Regions from separate parts of the Ovis aries genome. Here region 1 is linked to region 2. The links are chromatin contacts, called in public Hi-C maps. All regions are on one chromosome and are shown on one strand. The core of a region is the stretch at or near the end of the contact, and the rest is flanking DNA. Distances in the headings are between cores, read along the strand shown. Region 1 holds the start of DSEL (dermatan sulfate epimerase like). Region 2 holds the start of TMX3 (thioredoxin related transmembrane protein 3).

The links. Hi-C and Micro-C count contacts between places; a contact is called where the count stands out from the background.
Region 1: a contact with region 2 is called in a Hi-C map of tail adipose tissue, with 2.4 times the contacts expected there. The contact joins the promoter of DSEL here to the promoter of TMX3 in region 2. A contact is called at or near these places in 2 of 16 Hi-C or Micro-C datasets (muscle and tail adipose tissue).

The regions. Positions count from the first base shown.
Region 1 is chr23:9,691,155-9,698,004 of ARS-UI_Ramb_v3.0, forward strand. It overlaps DSEL (dermatan sulfate epimerase like), which reads left to right and starts at 4,113. Exons shown (of 3, transcript XM_004020404.6): 1 at 4,113-4,460; 2 at 5,314-6,850. The coding sequence starts at 6,211.
Region 2 is chr23:8,687,724-8,694,472 of ARS-UI_Ramb_v3.0, forward strand. It overlaps TMX3 (thioredoxin related transmembrane protein 3), which reads left to right and starts at 3,810. Exons shown (of 16, transcript XM_027961089.2): 1 at 3,810-4,044; 2 at 4,945-4,999. The coding sequence starts at 3,999.

The sequences.
Region 1 (6,850 bases), core at 2,863-5,362, 1.0 Mb after region 2:
AGAGTATGTCCAGATCCTACTGCCTGCTTTAAATCTGTGGTTTTGTCTTTATCATTGGCGTGGCCTATTAATGCTGAAGTTTGGTGTCTGTTTCTGTACAGAGCTGCTACCCTCCCAAACTCTGGCACAAAACTAGTCACAGCAGTGCTCACGGATCAATACAATACACCTCTGGCCTTGATAAGTGGTTCTAGGAATCTGCATCTGAGCTCACGCAGACAAAACCATGCCAAGGAAGAGATATGCTAAGTGAAGAATAACTAAGTCTTCCCTAGATTCAAATGCCTGAGCTCTGCACCAGCCTACTCCTCGGAGACCTGTGCACAGTCAGCTGCTGAACATATAGCAATCAGTTCCTTGATATCCTTGTCCCAGTTATTAAGAGTCCACCAGGGTAACAGATCACGGTCAATACGATTTCAGTCAAGGGACTTTATGTAGTTCTTGGTTTGTTTTATTCCTTGCTGTTTATCCTTCTGTAAGGTGATGCAGTATTTACCTATATTCTAAGGCTCAGAACTTGAATTTACTTAAGATATAAAATGTCTTGCAGAAATTCTCTTTAAAATGTTGACCAGCTTTCTTCTGAGGTTTCACTTGAATTAAGTCCCTCCAAGATGTAGCTCTGACTCTGTGCTGTGAAAGGTCCTCTGTAGGAGAGTAAGAGCTTCTGTTCTACTCAGAACTCAGCAACCCACTTTAGATGTTTAGACTGTTTCCTTGCCTGCCATAAAATGAAGGTGATAATTCATGTTCAACAGTCGATACGCACTCGACACAAAGTGCTGGGCTCTGAGTTAGGTGCTGAAGAATTTAAAAACCGAAAAGAAGAAAAAGAAAAGGTAAGAAAAAAAAGAAAGAGGAAGGAGGAGGAAAGGAAACCTCCTGCTTTGGGGAATCTAGTTGAGAAAGCATCATCTCTGATGTAAGCAGGGTGGCTGGGAGTAGCTGCTGCTGCTGCTACTGCTGCTGCTGCTGCTGCTGCTGCTGCTGCTGCTGCTAAGTCGCTTCAGTCAGATCTGACTTTTAGCGACCCCAGGCAAGAGTACTGGAGTGGGGTGCCATTGCCTTCTCTGGCTGGGGGTAGGGTTGAAAGATATTCAAATTAAAAAAAAAGATTTTCATTAAATGCTTTGAAATCACAAGTAAAATCTCATGTAGATTTAAGATCTTTTTATATAACAGCATATAGCAGGAAATCCCTAGAGTTAGAGCGACAGACTCTATGGTTCTTCTCTTCTATTAAAATAAGAAACCGCTCCAGGATTCTGAATTTAGCAGCTGTTTGCATATGTGTCTCATGCCACACTCATAAAGATTTTTAATGCGCAATAACATAATATATACCTCATGCCTTCTGTGGCTGGATGCATTATTTATAATTAACTAACTTCGTACCATCTTCATGTGTGGAAGGAGTAATAATTGGAGCTATCCATTTTTAGTTCACAGGAAGCAGGACGCTCTTCATTTTTCACAGAACTATTTACTTACCACCCTTTCTTGCCAATGATTTGAAATGGTCAGCTGTAGCTCCTGTTTAGTTTCAACAGACTCACAACTGGGAGACGATGCCAGTTCAAAGTGAATTAACCTGAAAGTTCATCTAGAAATGCCGAAAGGCCTGCTGCACCCCACAGCTTAGGTGCAGACACTCAGGTTAGACCTGAAAGTCATAATGTCTGAACCGGAATGCATTCATCTGTAAAGTGAAAATGATCATACTGATGTTAAATCTGAAAAGAAAAAGCAAAGGCTTGGATGGAAGTTAAAATATTCCCCTGGCAGATGTTAGTGTTTGTAATAGTTCTCCATGGTTCACTTTGCCCTGGGTCATGAGGCACTTTGGATTCACAGAATAAAAGAATCCCATCCACACATTTTGTTCTTAGAAACGGTCTGCATATTTACTCACTGTATTTACTAACACAGATTCCTAGTCACTTTCTAAAGCTCCTCTTTGCAGAAACTTATAACAGTCTTTGCATCTGGGTAAAGACTCCTCTTTCCTCCAGCTCTACTTTCTCCTGTAAGGGAGGCTAGAAGCCAGGGGTCATCTTTCTCCATCGTGGATCATATACGAGGACAGTCCCGATGTTTACAGGAAGTTCTGTTTCTAGAGGTTGGAGGAGGATCCTCGTTTCAGAATGAATCTTAGTGGATGAGATGAGGCTCTACGTGAGCCCAACTGTTGACACTTCAACTCATTTCAAACACAGGTACAGTCATTATGAGAGGGGCTGAGTGACTGACCATGACCTGAAAGAGCTTTGAGGAGAGCACAGTAGTCAGCCAGGGAAAATATGACACATAAAACAAATGGTCTGAGGCTGAATATATTTACAGATAAAAACTATAGCGTGGTTAGGGAAAAACCTAGGGTGTATTTACAGAAGAATTTAAGCATCTGAGCTGGGACAAGTATAATGAGAGAACTTCAACAGTCAGAAAAACTTTCAACCAGTAAATTGGAGTGTCGGGGGCAGAGAATACTGTGCAGGAAGGAGCTGGATAAGCACAGTTACAGAAGCAGCAGGCAGAAAGCAAGATTGGCCATTTGGACAGAGGTAGGAGATCCAACCAGTCCATTCTGAAGGAGATCAGCCCTGGGATTTCTTTGGAGGGAATGATGCTGAAGCTGAAACTCCAGTAATTTGGCCACCTCATGCAAAAAGCTGACTCATTGGAAAAGACTCTGATGCTGGGAGGGGTTGGGGGCAGGAGGAGAAGGGGACGACACAGGATGAGATGGCTGGATGGCATCACTGACTCGATGGATGTGAGTGTGAGTGAACTCCGGGAGTTGGTGATGGACAGGGAGGCCTGGGGTGCTGTGATTCATGGGGTGGCAAAGAGTCGGACATGACTGAGTGACTGAACTGAACTGAACTGAGGGTTCCCAAGGGGATCAAATAGAAGATTGACTGTGAGGAAGAGGCCATATTTCACACCCAGGGTAAATTATTTTGAAATGTATTCTGCCAGCAACGGTCTACTCTGGTTTTACCAGGAAGTGATCAGAGCAATTATTTTTTAATAGACATATGTGTCCCTTTCTACCAAAATGGAATGGAGTAGGAGGAAACTGAAGGCATCACCAATCCCCAACGGGGTTGAGTTTGTTTATCTGTGACAACTGGTATTTCACTATATTAGACGGCAGGCTCAGGTTGACTCTTGGCCAAGCATAATCTCAGATGTTAGTGAGAGGTTCCATATGTCCAGTACCACAGGAATTACAGCTGCTCGACGATTTCCAAAGTCTGGAATTGCACACACGTGTCACAGTAACTGAGCCACACAGTCTTTCCTGCCTGCGGGTCTTTACTGAACTGCAGCTTCCATTTCTCGAATAAGAAAGAGGTTCCTTCCACCTGTTTGTCACATACCTTTCCATATTTACACTGCCAGAGAAATTATTGCAATCAATAAGGCTGATTAGTCTTTTTTGTCTTCCCCTGATCTTTAGCATCTGTGCTCCTAAAGTCAGTCTTGTATTAACACGGTATATTGATTTTGCATTTCTAAATGACAGCCCGGTTGCCGAACATTCCTCTCTTCAGCCCTTGCTCTTCCTGAAGGCTGATCCCAGACTCCCACGGCGTCACCCCGCCCATCCCCACGTTCCCCATCATTCGTAATCCGGCCTAGAACCTCCTCTATCTTTCTCTCACTCCTAGCCCTGTGAGGTCGGCCCTCTCCCCACAACCAAAGGGGTAACAGCAGCGGGACTCGACCGGCAGGGAGAGGTCCTCGGACCCTAGCACTCCCAAGTCCCTCCCTCCCTCTTCCTCCGGCTCCGCCGCTCCGGGAGCGCGCGCCGCCGCGGAAGCTGGGAACACGCGCACTCGGAAGGCCCTAGGGTTCAGATGCCGGGAGCGGTCGGCCCCGCCCTCGGCCCCGCCCTTATCTCCTTCCAGCCCCGCCCCCGATCCGTCTCCGGCGTAGCCTGTGCTCACGCTTCCCCGCCCGAGGCTCCGCCCCGCCCACCGCCGGCCTCGCCCTCCCAGGATTCGAGGCCCCGCCCATGCCCCGCCCCCGGCCGTTCCCGCCCCGCCCCCGGCCCGCGTCGCCGTCTCTCGCCCTCCCCGGGCCGCGCGGCCGGAGCTGGCACTGAGCACCGGCGGCCGCTGCAGCCTCGCGTTCTGGGCACGACAGCGCCCCGCCGGACACGGCGTCCCCGAGAGCGCCCGGCGCGCGCGGATCTGCCTTCCGCGGCCCCGGGCTGCCCGGGGGCGTCCGGCGCTCCCCGAGGGCGGGCGTGTCCCCGCGGCGCCGGGCGGGGCACGGGCGCGGGGCCTCAGCCTGTTGGAGCGCCGGGGGCGCCGGACTCGGGGGCTTCGGGAGCCCTGCAGGGGCCGGGCCGCCCGAGTCCCACGCAGAGCAGTGTTTTCCAACTCTCCGCCTGTGTCTAATCGGGCCCACCACCACCCGGAGACACCCCGTCCAGATCTGCCGAGGTAAGCGGACTTGGCTATTGAGGGGTCTCTTGTCCTCAGACCACTGCCAGGGGTCGGGGATGGGGAGCGGAGGATGGAGCTGGCATGTTCGTAGGAAACGAATCACAAAATGCAACAGGCGGAGCGGAGCAGGAAACTCCTAGCGTTCATGTTTCCCACAGAGAGGAGACTTGTCCAAGACTGAAACTTGGTGAGGTTCTTCGGAACCCAGACGGGCAGCCGCGAAGCTGCTCCTTGAGTCCGGGTTTGGGTCTGAGCTCCCTCTGGTGGCTTCTTGTAAGGATGGAAAACCAGGCTTTTCGGGAGGGAGACTGGAGCAGAACCGGCGTTCTTCGCTCCCACATATTGTCACGATTTCTCCTTAGACAAAAGTGACTGCGCTTAGTATTATAGTTCCTCTGGCAAAGACACCTTGAGCCCTTGAAAGCTAAACACTCATCGAGAATCATAAAATGTCCTTTCAACTTTGGGTTTTTTGTCTCTGAGTCTTCCGTGATCAAAACAAGAATGACAGCGGTACTCAATCTTCTCTTGACTGTATTTGAGTAAAAACATTTTAAATTACGAAAGCAAGCCACCGTTAAAATAAATACTCTTGGCAAAGTTACATCTTGTAGCCGCTTGTCTTCTACCACCATTGTTATCCTAATATGTGCCTTGAAAAGTATGAGAAAAGGAATCATTTCGTGTAATTTCAATTGTGTTAAAAAACAGATCTTATTGTCATTCCAAAATTTCTATCAGGAGATGGTAGAACGTTTAAATCTTCCATTTATGTCCCAGCATACCTGTAGCCTCAGAGAATTTGTTTTGTTTTGTCCCCCAGAACAAAATTTCTGTTTTGTTTTTCCAGTGTCATGAAAAAGGAACGGAAAAGAGACGTCACTGTTGGTGAAAGGGGAGTTTTCTTTCCCAGTTGGTGGTTACTTCATGATTGGAAAAGAAGTACCTAGGTGGTTGCAAAGATTAGATTTTCATAGTTGTACAGATGAAGCTGATAAAAGAAGATGAGAATGTGCTTTCTCAGATGGGTCATAATAGGCTGATGAGTAAGTAAGCCTGGACAAGACAGATTGGAAATGAGGGCAGGAGTCCGGAGTGTTTTAAAACCAAGTAGGACTTTGAACACTTGCTGAGGATGTTTTTCTCCCAAAAATGGAGGAAGAAAAAAAAATTCTCACAGCCAGAAGTGTAAAAAGCTGAGTGGAGTAACAACCCAGTCTGCTCCAAGGATTTCAGTACTTCATCAACTTCTTTGAGACCACACAGACAAAGGCATCAAAGCTGTATGATGATCTTATCACCAATGATGGTATCCTGTGCCAAGAATGACTTCTTAGTTTGGATTTTGGAGTGCTTTTTTTTTTTTTCTTTTCTTAATTTACAATGTGGGGTTTTTGACTCTCCATGTTAGGTAGATTTCTGTCACAGAAGTAACTTTTGAATTCATAGTATTCTTGACTGTCTCCACTCCTGTTTGCTGTGTGACATGGTAAAATCAGAGGCTTTAACATTCCTTGAAGTTTTATTGGAAGCAACACTGCATCAGGGAGGCAGATTCACAGTGTAAGTTTTCTCTCTTTGGCAACTGTACTTTGAGCCGAATGTCAGCAGGATTTCACAGCACATACAATTTACAGTCTTTGTTTTATCAAGGCCTTAAATGTATGTTTTATACTCAGCAGATGGGAAGCACATTGAGCACTACATTTGACATGTATGCTTGAGGAAAGGAGCTCCCCGATGGATCATGGCGTTAATGTTTACAGGACATTGCTTATTTTTAGTATTAGTGATGTTTGCTTTCTCTACTTTGGAGGAATCTGTGAGCAATTACTCTGACTGGGCAGTTTTCACAGATGACATAGATCCATTTAAGATACAGAGAGTGCAAGATGTCAGAGCCAATCAAAAACTGAAGAAGAGTATGCTTCATCCACGTTTGTATTTTGATGCTGGAGAGATCCAAGCAATGAGACAGAAGTCTCGCACAACCCATTTGCACCTTTTTAGAGCAATCAGAAGTGCGGTGACTGCTATGCTGTCAAACCCGACATACTACCTACCTCCGCCCAAGCATGCTGATTTTGCTGCCAAGTGGAATGAAATCTATGGTAACAATCTGCCTCCTTTAGCCCTGTACTGTTTGCTGTGCCCGGAAGACAAAGTTGCCTTTGAATTTGCCTTGGAATACATGGACAGGATGGTGGGCTACAAAGACTGGCTGGTGGAGAATGCACCAGGGGATGAGGTTCCAGTTGGCCATTCCCTAACAGGTTTTGCCACTGCCTTTGACTTTTTATATAACTTATTAGATGGTCGTCGGAGACAAAAATACCTAGAAAAAATATGGGTTATTACTGAGGAAATGTATGAGTATTCTAAGGTCC
Region 2 (6,749 bases), core at 2,560-5,059:
AAGATCAAGAAAGGAAACATCACCTGTACCGTTGACTTTCAACACTTGAGATTAATTTGCCTGTTGTTTGAGCTTTACGTTCAAACCATACCATACAGTGAGTACCTTTCTTTGGTTTTTCATTTTTGCTCAACATTTTGTTCATGAGATGCATCCATGCAGTGCGCTCCACAAAAGTGTATTCATTTTCATTGCCATAGCAATATAGCACATTGCTATAGCATCCATCTGGAGGAGGAAATGGCAGCCCACTCTAGTATTCTTGCCTGGAAAAATCCCATGGACACAGGAGCCTGGTGGGCTACAGTCTGTGGGGTTGCAGAGAGACGGACACAACTGAGCAACTGAACACACACACACATACACACTTAGCCATCCCGATATTGGACATTTGGGTTGTTCAGTTTTTCACAAGCAGACTTGTTACAGACATTCTTGTACTTGCCTCTTGGTGAGAATGTGTATGCATAATACATAAGGCATATCTATATATAATATGTAGTTCACTTGAAAAACTTTCTAAGAACATGTCATATTTGATACAGAACCTTCTACATGTCAAGGAAATTCATCACCACTGGAGACACATAAGCAGGAAAAACACACTTTTTTATTAATATTTAAAATGTACTTCATATTATACTGTGAGTTTACTAAATACAAGTTTTAGCATTGGTAAATTTAGCCTGTTTTCTTTTGTTTTTTATTTTGTATTGGGGTATAGCCGATTAACAAGGTTGTGATAGTTTCAGGAGAGCAGCATGGGGCCTCAGCCATGCATACACATGCATCCATTCTCCCCCAAACCCCCTCCCATCCGGGCTGCTACATAACACTGAGCAGAGTTCCCTGTGCTCTATAGCAGGTCCTTGTTGGTTATCCATTTTAAATATGGCAGCCTGTTTTCCATGTTCAAAAACTCTTTACAGGTTTGTTTTGACCATTTTCAGTCAATGCTCTATTCTGATCATTTTCAGATTGTCTAGGTCAGTGGTGTGCAATGGAAACATAATGCAAGCCACACATATAGCTTTAAATTTTCTAGTAGTCACTGAAAAATAAAAAGAAACCTGAAATTAATTTTAATGTATTTTATGAATTCATACCTAAAATATTATAATTTCAACATAATTAAGATGAGAAACTTTACTATCTTCATAGTACAATGCATATTTACATTTTTCCAGCCACATACATATTTTCCAGTAACTGAACCAAGTATCAGATTTAACATTTATTAAAATTAAATAGAACTAGTTAACTCCATCACACTAACCACATGTGACCAGTGGTTATGTTACTGGAAAGAACAGGCCTAGGTCAAGAGTGGTTTTGTTGTCCTCCCCATGCTAACTTAAGCGGTGATAAAATTAAAGAAGTTTTTCTTTTACCTTCTGTGGAAGGCAAAATTTTGAAATAGACTGAGAAGTTTTTAGTCTACTTCTTTGGGAAGATTCCTTTGTACTTTCCTCTCAATTATGCTGTGAACTTAAAACTGCTTTTAAAAAATAAAGCCTTTAAAAAAAAATGCAACATAGAATTTTGCTCATGGCACACACGCTGATGGTAGTAACATTCAATCCAATGATGAAGTGTGTTTTGCACAAGGTACAAGAGATGAAGACGGCATGGCTAGTTCACCAGGGAATGGTTGCTAGTGATGCCTCGAGAGGGGAGGATGGGACTAATGGGAGTGGTTAGAGGAAACAACGGACAAGGAAAGTACTAACAGGGAGTGTAGAGCTGTAATTTTATCCTGTATCCCAGTGAGCAGGGGTAAAGCTAAAGTAATCTGACTGTGTAATAAAACTCTAAATGGTATTTCTGAATCATTCATCTAGCAAGTGATGCACAGAGTGCCTTAGAAGGGAAACTCGAGGCTAGGAGCCCCATTATTCAAGCAAGAGAAGGTGAGGCCCTGACCTGGGGTTAATAGAGATGGAGAAAATGGGGGCGGACTGAAGAGACATTGAGGTAGTAAAGGCAACAAGATGTTGTGAGTAGTCGGATATGGAAAATATCAAGTAGGCAAGTACCTAGCCTAACTTCCAGGGAAATTGGCCAAACATTTGTACCATTAGCCAAAATAAGTTGAGTGAAAAAGGAGACAAGGGAGAGAGGGAGAAAATTCTACAGTGGAAAGGAATCCTAAGAGGTAGTGTCATTTTACCGAAAGAATTCCAGCTCTGGAATCTGAAACTTGGTTTCTAACAGCAATTCCATCATTTTCAATTATTAAGCAAATTACCTCCGAGCCTCTAGACCCTCATTTATACTATTTCTTACTTTGAGAACTTTCATGAAGAATGAATATTTATGCATGTTAAACTCATAGAATAAATTAGATGCTCAGTTTAAAAGTATATGTATTTGGATCTGCTGAATGCCTGCACTGGATACTACGCTGACTGCATAAACAAGGCGAAACCTAGAGTTTGCTCTCAATCAGATTATAACTTAATCTTCTGGTCTTTAGGAATAATAGTTTTCTCGGGCTCAAAAACATCACTGCAGATGGTGACTGCAGCCATGAAATTAAAAGACACTTACTCCTTGGAAGAAAAGCTGTGACCAACCTAGACAGCATATTAAAAAGCAGAGACATTACTTTACCTCCAAAGCTCAGCCTAGTGAAAGCCATGGTTTTTCCAGTGGTCATGTAAGGATGTGAGAGTTGGAACACAAAGAAAGCTGAGCACCAGAAGAATTGATGCTTTTGAATTGTGGCATTGGAGGAGACTCCTGAGAGTCCCTTGGGCAGCAAGGAGATCAAACCAATCCAACCTAAAGGAAATCAGTCCTGAATATTCATCGAAAGGACTGATGCTGAAGCTGAAGCGCCAGTACTTTGGTCACCTCATGTAAAGAACTGACTCACTGGAAAAGGCCTTGATGCTAGGAAATATCAAAGAGGAGAAGAGGAGAACAGGATAAGATGGTTAGATGGCATCACCAACTTGATGGACATGAGTTTGAGCAAGCTCTGGGAGTTAAGGATGGACAGGGAAGCGTGGTGTACTGCAGTTCATGGGTCGCAAAGAGTCCGGCACGAATGAAGGAACTGAACTGACTAATGAGCCTTCTGCCTCATAGAATTTTGAACCTATGGTGAATGGGCTGACATCATAATCCATTTTTTTCTCATAACACATATTCAATAATTGGTAGTAGTTCCTGCAGCGATCACTATCATATAAAACTCAATAGCTTTTACGAATAACTTTTATGTAGAAAACCACACAGCAATATAAATATTTCATAGCAGTTAGTTTACTTATTTCAAAAATCCGGAAACTTGAACAAATCATAAAAAAAATCACATCCCATGATTAACTTCATGTTTTCAAGTTTCAAGTGAAACACTTTTTAAAAGGAAGGCTTAGCTGGTAAAAACGCATTAATGGAGTTTACTTCTGTGAAACTGATCTCGCAGGTTGCAAATGGGGGTCAAAGAAAATTCCAAACTCATTCTGCAAATACATGTAGGGTTACTCGGCATTCAGAGTCTTCCAGCTTTCCACTGTTAAGACCCATCTTTTTTAAGGACTACCAACTGAATAAGAGCAGCAGGTGAAAGAGATGGCAGGATTAAATCTCTAGCGTTGCCAGTCTACCTCGTCTTCCGTTCAAATACTGGCGCGCATTTAACTTCCGGGAAGGGTCCCCTGGCGCCCACGCCCGCACCCTAGGTTCCCACGCTCCCGGAGGCCGTCCCAGGCGCAGGAGATTCGGGGCTGCGACCGCGCATGCGTGCCAGTCCCGCGCATGCGTGCCGGCTCCGCTCAGGCCCCGCGGCTCCGCGCATGCTCAGAGGCGGAGGTCGGCGGGGCCTGGGCGGGTGTCGGAGGCCGGCTCCCCCCGCCCGCCGCCGCAGCCCCGCGCTTCCCTTCCGCGGCGCGGCCGGCCGGCTTCCCGTTCCGGGCGCGCAGGCGGCGGCCGCCGGTGCTCGTTTCTGTCGCGGGCGCTGAGTCGGCTCTGGCAGCGCCTGTGCGGCGAGCATGGCATCTTGGAGGCGCGGGCCCGCCCTGCGGCTGTGGGCCGCAGGTAGAGGCCGCGGGGGCGATGCGGGCGGGCACGGGGACCGTCTCCGGGAGGGGAGAGGCCTGCGCGGTCGCCGAGATGCTTTCCCGTCCCGGGTCCCGGGTCCCGACACAGAGTGGGCGCTGTGGGGCCCTTAACCCGACGCGGCTCCGCTGGAGACGCGCGCCTTCCGACCGGCCGTCGGGGCGGTAGGGGGTCCGCGGAGCGCGGGCTCCGTCGGCTGGCGTCGAGGGCGCTCCTTCCCGGCGGGCGCGCACACCTGCTCGGCGCTGGGCTCTGAGCCTGGCCAGCTCGGAGGCATCCTGGCCCGCGCGGGCGCATCCTGGCCGGGCCCGGGGGCTGTGCGGCGTGGCCTGGGGATCGGCGGGTCCTGCTCAGTCTCGAGCTCGCCTCGTCGTCCTCCCCACGACGGGTCCACTCGCACCGTTTAGCTCCCACCGCGTGCCCGGCGCTGCTCCGTGATCGGTTGTTAGGAGTCCAACCCAATGTTGTTTCTGTCAGTTTCGGGGGCGGGGGGCAATATTTTTGAATGGCATTTGAAGTTTATCGCTGAGAAGATAATTGCTTCTAGAGAAAAAGAAATATAGACAATGTTCACGTCTACCCCAAAAGCTGAGATGGTGAAAAACAGGATGAAAGTAAAAATTTATTTAAAAAGAACTTCCGTCCTTTAGAATTACTGGCCTAGGTAGAACTTGCTGTCACCACATGGTCATAAATATTTATTAAACAGGTGAACGACTTATGCTTTTGCCTAATTTGTGTCCTCGGATGGGTGAATGATGTGTGTTTTGGGAGGTTGTAAAAAGCCGGAAACATTTTATAGGTGAATAAGCGTATAATGGAAGCCAGAAGATGAATTAGCATGTATTTCACTGTATATATTTTGCCTTTTGTTTTCAGTTTTTCTGCTGGATCTGGCTTTCTGTAAAGGACAGGTGGAAGATCTAGACGACTCGTGAGTATACATGTTTTTAAATAGTATCTTCATTTCTTCCAGCTGTGATGTTATATGAATACCGGTATGAGTCTAGTATTTTTTAAAATAACACTTGTTTTATTGAGCGCATAAATCTGTCGTAGGTAATTTGCTAATTTTGTTTGGAGGTAGATTTTGTTTTTTTCTTTGAAGTGTAGTTGACTTACATGTTAGTTTCAAGTGCACTGCATTGTGTGAATATAATCTTTTAATAGCAAACAATGGGCAGTGCTTACCTAGCACCAGTTTTGCTCCAGGAGTTGCACTAAGTGCTGTATATGCACAAAATAGGATTGCACTCGGCAGTTCTATGAACAGTCATAAGAGTAAAAACTGCTAGAGTCTTCTGTTTTACCTGTATGTTGTTAGTCACTGCTGAGTGGGTGCTGGAGTTTGGTAACCATCCAGTAACACAGGGTGAATCCCCCAGGCCTTGCTTGTTGTAGGTGAGGAGTCTGGCTTCAGAACAGAATCCTGTGTGTGGCTTTTAGGCCTGAGCATGGGCAGTGACATGGCTTTTCCTGGCAGGGCTCTGGGGGGAAGTTGCTCTCCCCACACCAGACGTGGGGCACAGACAGTGCACCAAGCTCTCTGGGGTGGGGTGAGCCCTAGTCGCAGACTCAGGCCCCCAGGCCAGCTGGGCTCCTGTGTGTGCGTCTGCATTCTCAGCCTGGGGGTCCCTTGTGGAGACATGCTGGTGGGGGCCTCGCCTCAGGCATTGCTTAGGGAAACCTCCTTATTGAGGGGCTTGGCTGAGACCCTTTCTGCACGTGGACTCAGTATCTCTCCTCTCCTGTCCCTTCCCTCATCCCTCCCCTCTCCGCCTGGGTCCTCGGCAAGGCAGACGCCTTTGGGGCGAGGCAGATGCCTTTGGTTTGGGCCTCCTCCCGGGTGAGATGCATCTCTCAGTGCTGAGGAGCTGGCAGCTCATTTCTGTCTGCCGGCCTGCACTGGCGCAGTGAGTGAGTCAAGTCTTGACTCTCCGTTTGGCTAGTTGTCCTCGTTCACCACCCCTGCCCGCAGCAGGGTGCTCTGATGAGCAGAGAGCCCCAGGGTCCCACAGGGCACTCAGCAGCCTTCCTGGTGGGTATTGGACACCCTCGTGGATTGTTACAGGCGCTTCAATTCTCAGAGAAGCCACTGTTAACACTGAGGTGATTTTATTAAAGTTTGTGGTGCCCTGAAGGGTGTGGCACCCCAGATCTGCTCCTTTCCGAGGAGGAGAAAGCGGGAGTGAGCCGGTGCATGAGTCTGGGACCCTGACTTTCCTCAGCTGGATGCTGCTGCACTGACAGGGTTGGCCCTCCTGTAATGTGCTTCCCACATGGTAAAGAAGCCGCCTGCCAGTGCAGGAGATGAGGTTTGATCCCTGGGTCAGGAGGAGCCCCTGGAGAAGGGAATGGCAAGCCACTCCAGGATTCTTGCCTGGGAAATCTTGCAGAGGAGCCTGGCGGGATACAGTCCATGGGGTCGCAGAGAGTTGGACATGACTGAGCAGCTAAGCAACAACAGAGTCTCCTGTAAGTGAAAAGCTTTTCTGGCCCACCTTCCTAGCGTCCGTGGCTGCCCAAGCCTCCTGTGAGCTCCTGGATCTGAGGTGAGGGATCAAGGACAGTGGGCAAGGAGGCCGTTAACCGGGCCTGGGTTCTGGATTTGTGCTTTCTGCTCCTGCCTGTTGCTGGACCCCTGTGAAGATGAAGCCCTGGGATTAGGGTTGGTCCTGCCCCTG